Regions from separate parts of the Podarcis muralis genome. Here region 1 is linked to region 2. Evidence: chromatin contacts called from public Hi-C data. All regions are on one chromosome and are shown on one strand. Each heading gives the region's core, a stretch centred on a gene start, on an enhancer-like site or on the middle of the called end of the contact. The rest is flanking DNA. Distances are from core to core; before and after follow the strand shown. Region 1 holds the start of BLCAP (BLCAP apoptosis inducing factor). Region 2 holds the start of MANBAL (mannosidase beta like).

Evidence for each region. A called contact is a pair of places that touch in the nucleus more often than the background predicts.
Region 1: a contact with region 2 is called in a Hi-C map of tail, with 3 times the contacts expected there. The contact joins the promoter of BLCAP here to the promoter of MANBAL in region 2. A contact is called at or near these places in 2 of 3 Hi-C or Micro-C datasets (blood and tail).

Annotation. Positions count from the first base shown.
Region 1 is chr5:78,777,736-78,783,009 of rPodMur119.hap1.1, reverse strand. It overlaps BLCAP (BLCAP apoptosis inducing factor), which reads left to right and starts at 3,465. Exons shown (of 3, transcript XM_028735028.2): 1 at 3,465-3,591. It overlaps PIGT (phosphatidylinositol glycan anchor biosynthesis class T), which reads left to right. Exons shown (of 12, transcript XM_077929255.1): 12 at 1-585.
Region 2 is chr5:78,620,155-78,625,548 of rPodMur119.hap1.1, reverse strand. MANBAL (mannosidase beta like) reads right to left here and starts at 3,147. Exons shown (of 3, transcript XM_028735017.2): 1 at 3,063-3,147; 2 at 1,806-1,999. The coding sequence starts at 1,955.

The sequences.
Region 1 (5,274 bases), core at 2,216-4,715, 160 kb before region 2:
GGTAGCTATAAGTGGCCAGGTATTCCATGCAGGTGAATGAATAAAATTCCATTCAGGTAAGTTAATGGGCCCGCACTGGTGGAGGAAAAACAGAGAGCTTCACAACCTCCAATTTGCTTTCTGTGCTTGCTGGCTGTAGAGGATAGTGTCAGATTATGACGGGGTAACAGGGCTTAGTGAACTGGGGGAGTCTGTGGCAGAGAGAAGTCAAGAATCAGCAGAAGATAAAGCAGGTGAGTGGGAAGAGGGAGGCCTAGAGACAGAGATGAGTCAGGCTGGTGAAGAGTCGCAGGTATCTCCCCCTCCTGCGACAAGCTGCCCACCTCCCTGTCTCCCAGAACCAGGAGAGGGCTGAAATGGTTTGAGCAGCGATAGGCTGCGTGTAGGCGCAGTCTCTGATTGCTTGGGGAAACCCCTGGAGAGGAGGAGGGGACTTAAAAGAGCTGTGGGAAGGTGGGAACTTTCAGTCTCGGCAACTGATTTCATGGAGGAAGACCAATGGGAATGAGCTGTTGTGCTGACACTTAGCCAAGTCTGTGGAGATCGTGGTTTTGTTTTGTTTTGGTAATAAAAAGTTAACTCCTTTGTGAACTGTGTGATTACTAACTGGCACACTGTGACATATAGCAAGCCCATTCATGGCTCCCGAAACGGTTTGAGAAAACTACTCAATCAGAAGTTGTGTCAGGTGTTTGGCTTCCAAAAAACGTTCGCAAACTGGAACACTCACTTCCAGGTTTGCGGTGTTCAGGAGCCAAAACGTTCGAGTACCAAGGCGTTTGAGAACCAAGGTACAACTATCTCTGATTTAATGCCTTTTTTTCTGCTCTTTTTCTAGTTGTGTGCAGTGTCTCCTCCTAACCAGCAGGTGTTCCTAAATCACTGTCATAAGTAACATTTGTGGAACACAGGAAACTGCTTTATACAAAGTCTGACTTGCTGCATCTTTCTCAGCATTCTGTTGTACACTGGCATTGACTATTAAGGATTTCAGAGAAGGATGTTTACCAACCTTACCTGTACCTGACAGGGGTTCAACCTGTGTCCTTCTGCATGCAAAGCATCTGATCCAGCACTGACCTATAGCCCTTCCCCAACCCTATTGTTTTCCACCATAAATATATATTTATCTTGGGGACTCTTAACATTTTTTAGCACATGCATTTTACAATCCAGCTAGTATTCATGCACAAGGCTGAGTCCTACGATGAAGTGCATGCATACCATTGAGTTCAATGGAACCTACTCACAGGGAAGCGTGTAGGTTTGCAGCATAGGCTGTGCAGAAATGTTGCAAGACTTGAATGCCCATGTCTTTTGCCATGGTGAAGATTCAGCAGTCTGGAAAAGGCAAATCTGATTGGGTGCTCCTGGTTGGTACAGTAGTAAAGGTAAAGGTACCCTGCCCGTACGGGCCAGTCTTGACAGACTCTAGGGTTGTGCGCCCATCTCACTCGAGGCTGGGGGCCAGCGCTGTCCGGAGACACTTCCGGGTCATGTGGCCAGCGTGACAAAGCTGCACCTGGCGAGCCAGCGCAGCACACGGAAATGCCGTTTACCTTCCCGCCAGTAAGCGGTCCCTATTTATCTACTTGCACCCAGGGGTGCTTTCAAACTGCTAGGTTGGCAGGCACTGGGACTGAGCAATGGGAGTGCACCCCGCCGCGGGGATTCGAACCACCGACCTTTCGATCGGCAAGCCCTAGGCGCTGAGGCTTTTACCCATAGCGCTACCCGCGTCCCTTGGGTTTAGGTACAGTAGTGCACAAACCTAAATGTGAGAAGCTGACAGAAAGGTACCCTGCTGTGTGTTTTATTATACAGTGGTACCTCTGGTTACGTACTTGATTGGTTCCGGAGGTCCGTTCTTAACCTAAAACTGTTCTTAACCTGAAGCACCACTTTAGCTAATGGGGCCTCCAGCTGCGGCTGCACCGCCGTGCGATTTCTGTTCTCATCCTGAAGCAAAGTTCTTAACCCGAGGTACTATTTCTGGGTTAGCGGAGTCTGTAACCTGAAGCGTATGTAACCTGAAGCATATGTAACCCGAGGTACCACTGTACTGACTTACCTGGGGTAGAATATTGCACTATTTTCATCGCCATCTGCTTTCATTGCCATCGCCCTGTTGCAGATCAAGCAGCTGCTGCCTATGTTCTCTACTGTGCTGATCTGGAGCTGCTGAGTAGCCTAAAAACAAGAACTCACCTGAAGGCTTCTCACATTGCATAAACATGCCCCCACCGCAGGTGTATTGGTGTTACCATAGCAGCTGACATCAGCATTCTTGTCTGATAGCAGAGGCAGCAAAAATATTTAGCTCATCTATACGATGTGCAATGATGGTGGCTTTTCTCACATGCTTTTTGCAACCTGACTTGCAAGCATACAATAAAAATAGGGTTTTTTAAACATGCGGGGGGGGGGCACCGGAGGCAGAAAGACCTTAAAAAGAATAATTCAGCCAGTTTGAAAAGTCTACTGAAACCCGAATATCTTCCAATTGCTTCTGAAAACTATATACAGTACAGCGGGTGCCCGTTGCTTCTCAAAAGGGGATGCTGTTCTACAAAACCGGGAACAGGAAATCACGGGTCCACGCTCTCTCGCTTATAGATACGGGTGTGAGGGAGCGTTTGCAGCACTCCAGACTGCAGGTACCGCGTTTCCCATCGCTTCCCGCTTCATAAAGCTTCAGCAACCAGAACAGGAGCGCGCCAGGCAGAGAGATGGCTTGGTTAGAACCGTGTCGATTCACTTGGGGGGGGGGCGGCAAGGGGGGGGGGGTTGGCACAGACAACAGAAGCATTCAAATGCAGATGATGCGGCTAGAGAGGAAATGATCAACATATGTTTGCAACAGGAGCGGGAAACCTGATTTTAAGAAATTGTAATAAAAAGTAATTTGGTTTGATTTGTAATCATTTGGAAGATTAATAAAAAATAATTTGAAAAAAGCATTCCAAAGCACCATCTGAAGCCTCCTGAAGTGGTCGGAATCCATCCTGGGCCCAGGCTCTGGGTAACAAAATTATTTTTCTGGGAGGGCAGGAGCAGAAACTTCGGCTGCTTACTCAGGCTGCTGCTTCCGCACCCGTGTAAACACGAGGAACCAACTTCGGCTGCCCGTCTCGCGCACGAGCCGCCCTCCTGCCGGCAACCAAGTCCGGGCCCCGCCCCCTTATTGCATATTCATCATCGTGGAATTGCCGAGCCAGGCGGTAGGCCCGCTCGGCGCCGTTACGCCGACGGGCTAGAGCCCAACTGAAAGGGCTGTCTACTTCAATGCCTGTTTCAAACACAACGAGACGGTTCAGCCGGCGACCCGGCGCCGGCTCGCCGAACGCAACAAGACCCGTTTTTAAAGCAGGCCGCCCAGCCCTTCGGTAAGGGGTAGTGGGTGTGCAGCGCTGCTTGTGCCTTGAAAGGAGGCAGCGGCGAGGGCGGCCCGGCTCTGGTCCTGAGTGGGCAGTTGGAGAGGAGGAGGGGTCCTGCGGGGAGTGACAGACGCAGAGACAGGGCCGAGGGCGTCGGGTAGGGAGGGAGGGAGAGCGGCCCAGCGGCGAGGCAGCGCTATGGCGAGGAGCGCAGGTAATGCGGCTGAGGGGGACGCAGAAGGGATCGCCTGAGGGAATGTCTTGGCGGTAGAGGGGGCAGCTCCTGCCGGGGTGGTTCTGCTCCGCGCGTCAGCTCTGAGGGTGGAACCGTCCCTCGGGGTGGGGGTGGGGAAGTGCCGTTTTTCCGAACCCCAACGAGGAGCCCGCGAGGGTTCGGCCGTGGGGGGCGGCGAGGAATCCGCAGCGCCCCCCGCTGAATGTCTGCCTCCTTTCTGTTCGCTTCTCCCCATCCCCAGCCTCGTCTTTTGTGCCCCATGGGGAGCGCCACCCCCTCAATCCCCCCACGGGTGTTTTTGAACCGAGGCCTCCTCATTGGGAGCTCCGCCGTGGCCACAGGTGTGGGCCGGACACGGCCCAGGCGCCGATCCTGCCCCCTCTCCGCCCGCTCTGCGTCCAGTGAAAATTGACATGCGGTGTGTCGGGGTTCAGGGGTGGACCAAATGAATTGCTTCTTTGCCCTCCCCCCCCCCCCCTTTAAAAGTGATGATCGGCTCGTGTCAGGTGTTGTGTGTCAGGAGTTCCAGGAATTCTAACATCGTGGACCCTCCAGGTGTCGTTGCCCTGTGGACTCCTGGCCCCTTGGATGTGCTGACAGAGCCTGGTGGGAATTGGGAGTTCAGCAGCATCTGGAGGGCCACGCACAGGTTAGCAACCTCTGGCATATCGAATTCCCCGCTGTGCGCTTGGATTATTAAGCCCGCTCTCTAGCTGGTGGAGAATTCGTGGCCTTCCAGGGGTTGTTGGGACTCCCATCAGCCCGCAGCCAGCGTAGGTGATAATCAGTGGTGCTGGGGGCTGCAATGGTATCTGAAGGGGCTGCAAGACATGAAGGTTGAGGCTTAAATACTGCTTTCCCATTCAAAAGAAATGGCTCAAGTAGCTCTCATGGGAAGTAAGATAAACAGCAGCATGCCAGTATACTACAGCTGCATAGATGTCATTTAAAACACAAATTAAATTGTAACTTTTAAGGTATGTGTGTGCATGTGTATTTAAATGGGTTTTTTAAAAAAACAAAAATGAATAGACAAACCTGTGTGTCTGTCAGTGCCTGTTGGCCATGATAGTTAAATGGAACCTTGATGTACCAGGTGCTGGAGAAGAGCAACATTTTCATATATTGCCTGTGTGCTGTTTAGAGGCATCTGGCAGGGCAGTGATGAAAGGAGGAGGGTGGACTGTCACTAGAAGACCATGGTCTGATGTTGCCAAGTAACAGTAGTTGCCTAATCCTAAAATATTACTCTCTTATTAAATCAGGGGTGGTGAGTCTTTTTTCAGTTGACCAAATTCCATTGTGTGTGATCTGTCAGAAACTAAATGCCAGTAGTGGGCGGGCCTGAATGAACAGTGGGTGTGGCACTACTCTTCTCTTTTCCTCTGCCCTGTTTTTTCTCTCTTTTTTGCCATCCCTCCTCCTCCTCTCCCTATTTCCACCTCTCATGGCCATGCATGCATGGTATTAGGCCAAGGGCTGCAAGTTCTCCCCCCCACCCCCCGCCAGTGCCAGTAGCGGTGCACCTTACCTGGATGTTGTGGACCAGGCATAGGCAAACTCAGCCCTCCAGATGTTTTGGGACTACAGCTCCCATAATCCCTGACCACTGGTCCTGTTAGCTAGGGATGATGGGAGTTGTAGTCCCAAAACATCTGGAAG
Region 2 (5,394 bases), core at 1,898-4,397:
CAATAGAGCCTTCTTGGTGGTGGTTCCCTGTTTGTAGAATTCCTTCCCTGGTGAGGTGTCTCTCTCTCCCATATTAACATTCAGGAGGAATTTTAAAATGTTCCTATTTACCTAGGCATTTGGTGGCTGAAAGATACTGTTCCTGGTAACCTTGAAATTATCAGATGTGAGGGTATGTTTTGTTTTTAAATGTTTTTAGATGGTCTTAATGTTTTAAACCTTTAAAAAAATTTAATTGTACTGTTTTATTACTTTGCTGCTTGCTGCCCTGGGATCCTTTGGAAGAAAGCACAGCATAGAAATTTAGTAAATAATAGTAACACTCCAGAATACCATCAACACCAGCTGTGCATTGGGTAAGCATCAACCAACTCAGCCAGGAATTTGTATTAATCTCCAATCTAACCATAAACCTTGTGAGCCTTATTATTGTTAGATCAAACTAGTCTTTCAATAACCTTTTAAAATCTTTTTTTAAAAACCTAAAGAAAAGACAAGAGGCAAAAAGTAGCCATTTTCAACTATTCGAAGGGATGTCACAAATTTGATGGAGAAAATTCGTTTTCTATTGCTTCAGAGGGTGGGAACAGAACCAATGGCTTCAAATGAAAAGGAAACTGGATTTAAACTAAATGCTAGTCTGATTTGAGCTGCTTGACAGTGAGACAATGAGCCTCAGAAGGTATTGACAATCCTTAATCAGATATTTTTAATCAGAGACTGGATGGACAAAGAACAGGAGGGGATCTCAAAGGCCATTTGTCCTACTCCTTGCTGGTGAAGAAAATATGTTGCTATAGCATCCTCAATAGGTAGACCTCCATCCTCTGCTTAAAAAAAGTATCTTCCAAGGTACAGTGGTACCTCGCAAGACGAATGCCTCGCAAGACAAAAAAACTCACTAGACGAAAGGGTTTTTTGTTTTTTGAGCTGCTTTGCAAGACGATTTTCCCTATGGGCTTGCTTTGCAAGACGGAAACGTCTTGCAAGTTTGTTTCCTTTTTCTTAACACCGTTAATACAGTTGCGACTTGACTTCGAGGAGCAACTCATAGAACGCGGTGTGGTAGTCTTTTTTGAGGTTTTTAAAGACTTTGGTGATTTTTGAAGCTTTTCCAAAACTTTCCCGACACCATGCTTCGCAAGACGAAAAAAATCGCAAAATGACAAAACTCGCGGAACGAATTAATTTCATCTTGCGAGGCACCACTGTAGTCTCACGCCATCAGGAAGGTTTTCTTAGTGCTAAGCAGAAATCCTGGATCTTGTAATTTTAAGTTTTTTTGTGATCTCCTCTGGAGCAACATAAAAACATATTTGCTCTACCATCTTGTGCAATACCCTTTCAAATATCTGAAGATGGCTTTCCAATCGCCTTTGACCAGATGTCAAAGATGACCTTTGACCAGATGTGAAAAAGCCAGATGTTCTCATTGACCAGATGTCAAAGAGAACAACAACTACCAGACTTTTAGAAGACATTTGAAGGCAGCCCTGTTTAGGGAAGCTTTTAATGTTTGATGTATTACAGTATTTTAATATTTTTTGGAAGCCGCCCAGAGTGGTTGGGGATGCCCAGCCAGATGGGCGGGGTATAAATAATAAAATTATTATTATTATTTTTTATTATTTTAAACACACCCAACTCCTTCAACCTTTCTGCATATGACGTGACCTCCAGAGACCTCACCATCTTTGTCACCCCCCTCCTCTGGACACCTTCCAGTTTGTCAATATCCTTTTTAAATTACCAGGCTGCAGAATGAGCAATTTCACTTTTTCGATCTGCAGATAAGAACGCCTTACCATTTTGTGTGTCTTTGGAATGGGAAGGATAATGGCCAGTACGCAGATGAGTTGGAAAATGGCACCAAAGAAGAGGCCATAGTGCAGGATGTTCTCCATGAACGTAGGCTCTGGGATTTCAGGAGGTGAGAAGTCCAGCTCAGCAGCCATTGCACAAGTCCACAAGTCCACCTTCAACAATTTCCGCTTTTCTGCTTTTGCAACGAAAAGAACAAACGTTATTTATTAAGTGCTATTTATTGTTTGTAAGTGGCTTTGAGATTCATTTGAATGAAAAGCAGCACAGAAATACAATCAATCTGCGAAGTTGCCGCCAGTCAGGAATAGAATATACTAGGCATGGTGAGCAAAAAGCCTGACCTGGTATAAGACAGGACCTCTATGTTCCTGTGCGTGTTTCTCTGCTAGCAGGATAGTTTCATTTCAACTTAAGCTAGAAGGATGATTTTTATGTCTGAGTAGAAAAATCTGTGTGACTTCCTTCCCACCAACTTCAAACGCTACATTTGTTTGCTATCAGAACTGTCAAGTTGAAAACCCCATTTTGGAAAACGCTCCCACTGATCCCATGAAAGGCTCCAAGGGAAATATTTTTGATGCCTTGCCTGTGCCTCCTGGTGCAGCAGCACGTTTGCTTCCACTGTCCTAAACCCACTCCCCATTTCCAGAGGGTACATTTTTAAAAAGAAAGAAAGAAAGAGAAAGAAAGAAAGAAAGAACACTGAAGCAATAAAATAACATTTCATGACCTACTTCCCCTCTTTCAACCTCTGTGAAAGAACCAAACTAATTGCTAGTTATTCTGTGGACAGGGAAAGCGGCACTTTTAAGGCAGTTAGGAAAGAGAAAGAGGTAGGGATGGAAATTAATAACAATAACAATATTAATATAGCTTAGTGGGGTTAGAGCATGGTGCTGGTAACGCCAAGGGTGCAGGTTCGATCCCTGTATGGGACAATTGCAATTTCCTGCATTGCAGAGGGCTGCACTGACTAGATGATCCTCAGGGTCCCATCCAACTATACAATTCTATGATACCTGGCGGCGATTTAATGCAAACGTAGCTTTGGTGTCCGGTTTGCACCGAGTTGCATGCATCGCCTAAAAACAGAAGAGCTTTTCTTTTCTCCCCCACCCCCTTTCACCGCAGGCGTGGAGCTGGAAACCTCCCCCCCCCGCCCCGCCCCCCATTCCCGCACAAAGTTCTCCTAGGCGCCTCGCCCCACTCCTTCTGCCCCACCAAAGCGTAACCCTTACCTGCAGCCGAGCCTCAGCCCCCGGAAGTGCTTCTGATCACTCTAGGAAGCGCTTCCTGTTCCAGCGACCCTAGCAACCGCCGCCGGCGAGGCGTTGCCAAGGAGGCCGCGCCTCCCGTCCCACGGTTCAGGCTCGCTTCTCGACTGGGAAAATGCTAGCACCTTAGGCCAAGAGCTTCTGAGCTGGTGCAGAGTGCAACTTTCGGGAACTGCAGCGCCCTTGACCTGAAACGGTTTAGCCGTCAAACCTTATGGGCAGAGGTTGCTTTTGCCCTGGGGGTGCACTGGCCCGAAATCTATATCTAGCGATGTGCAAATGTTTTAAATCTACAAACCGATCAGTTAGCGAACCTAGAAGTGCAAAGATTGGGGAAGGGTGGGGAATCACTTGTCCTGGAAACAGGAACCGACCCACGTAGCAAAGCGGGATGCGCCCCGGCTAAGCTGACCTTGAAATCAAGTCAGGAACCAGCCATTTTCTATATTTTTTAGGTGATGCTTTTGTACCTGCGACATGCCCCTATCCAGAGGTTCGAGATTTATCACAGCTGCGTCAATGCATAAGCAGGCAGTGTGGCGTATAGACCATGTGCGAACACTTCCTCATATATATATATGTCCTATTGCAGTATGATAATGGTGGTGGAAGCTAGCAAGAAGTGCACCGGGCCATTTTGAAGATCGTTTGGGAGAGGGGCAAGCAAGCATTACTTGGCATCACCTTGCTGCAAAAGGACTTCTCCGTGAGCAGCTGAAAGAAACAGGGTGCCAAAGGGAAGAGGCTGGTGGCAGCAGAGGTTGAAGTTTGCCGCTGGAGCTATGTGGTGCCTAATGCAAATTCCTGGGAAGGTCCAGCTATCCCACAGCCACTTTGAAATATTGCTAAAAAAACAAGGAAACATTTGTCTCATCCACATAATGGTAAAATATAAAGTAATAGTGGTACAACTGGAACACCAACAAACTGTTAAACAGTGACATCTGCTGGTGAGTAGTGGTGGTTTTAAGATTTCAGAAAATGCTCACTGGGTTGTCCCCCGCCCCTTCATTTGAGAAAGTGGTCTCTGGTCCATGAAAGCTTATGCTGAAATCACTTTGTTAGTCTTTAAAGTACTATAAACATTTGTTGGTTTCGTTTATTTATATTTCCAATCCATGCCAGAAAAGAGATGTGTGGCAGGTGACAAGATTCAAAACAACAATTTAATTACCCTACAAAATGAAATGTAAAATATTATAATACTGAGTAAGAGTTGAGCGTGGCATCCTCACTCAGGCTAACCCAATCTGCTTCCATACTAGACATTTTATCCTGAATTTGTATCATTCACGCTTAAAAACACCATGCAAGTGTAGCATACTAAGATATGTGTTCAAATAGTTAAGCCTAGACTTGTTCCATCCAGCTAATGGTGTCAATTAGCACCATTTCCACCCCAACTGCCATTTTAAGCTCACTTTAACCCACTTTGTTTCCCTTCACTTTCCATACTCCAAACTCTCTCCACACCACTCAAAACACAAACACCAAGGATTGTTTTTTGCAAAATGCCTTCAGCTGATCATGTTTGCTTTTCCTTTTTTCCAGCAGACCCCAATTAGCTTTGAAATGAGCAAGAGAAAGACACTCTTAGATATTGTTTCGAACTAGAAAGCAGCTTAAGACCAGCTCTTTGTTCCACAAACCTTATTGAAATGACAACCCATATGCTGCTATCCCCCCCCCCCAATTAGGAGAGTCATTTTAAAATAAAAGTTCCAACTATTTAATCCTCTACTGCACTTCTAGTTCCCCCCACCTCCACCAAGAGGCAGGATGTGGGCAATGAACTTTTAAATGTTAATTGCAATTTCCTTTTGTGTGTGCAAAAGCACATGTTTACTAATTGGATTGATAAAACTGAGGAAAAGGACAAGCAGTGGAGTGGGTATAGCTATAGAGCATATGGGTTTGGGCCAAAAGCAGTACAGAAAACATTAAAGGGCCAGTTCCAGTGGGGCCAATGGTCAGGAGAAGCAGCCAGGAGCTACTTAAACAACATTGTTGCATGCCACCCCAGTCTCTGAGCGGTGTAAGATTCCCGAGGTTCCAGGCACTTATCCACGGTCCGTGTTTCCTTTGGAATGAGGCACAGCAGAGACTGTGGTGTCTTTATGATATACTGGTTTATTTACACATATATACAACCTGAATCTGTGATGGAGCGTTTCACAGCAATAACAACCCAAGAGGGTCTTGATCAGGCTTCCTCAACCTCGGCCCTCCAGATTTTTTTGGCCTACAACTCCCATGATCCCTAGCTAGCAGGACCAGTGGTCAGGGATGATGGGAA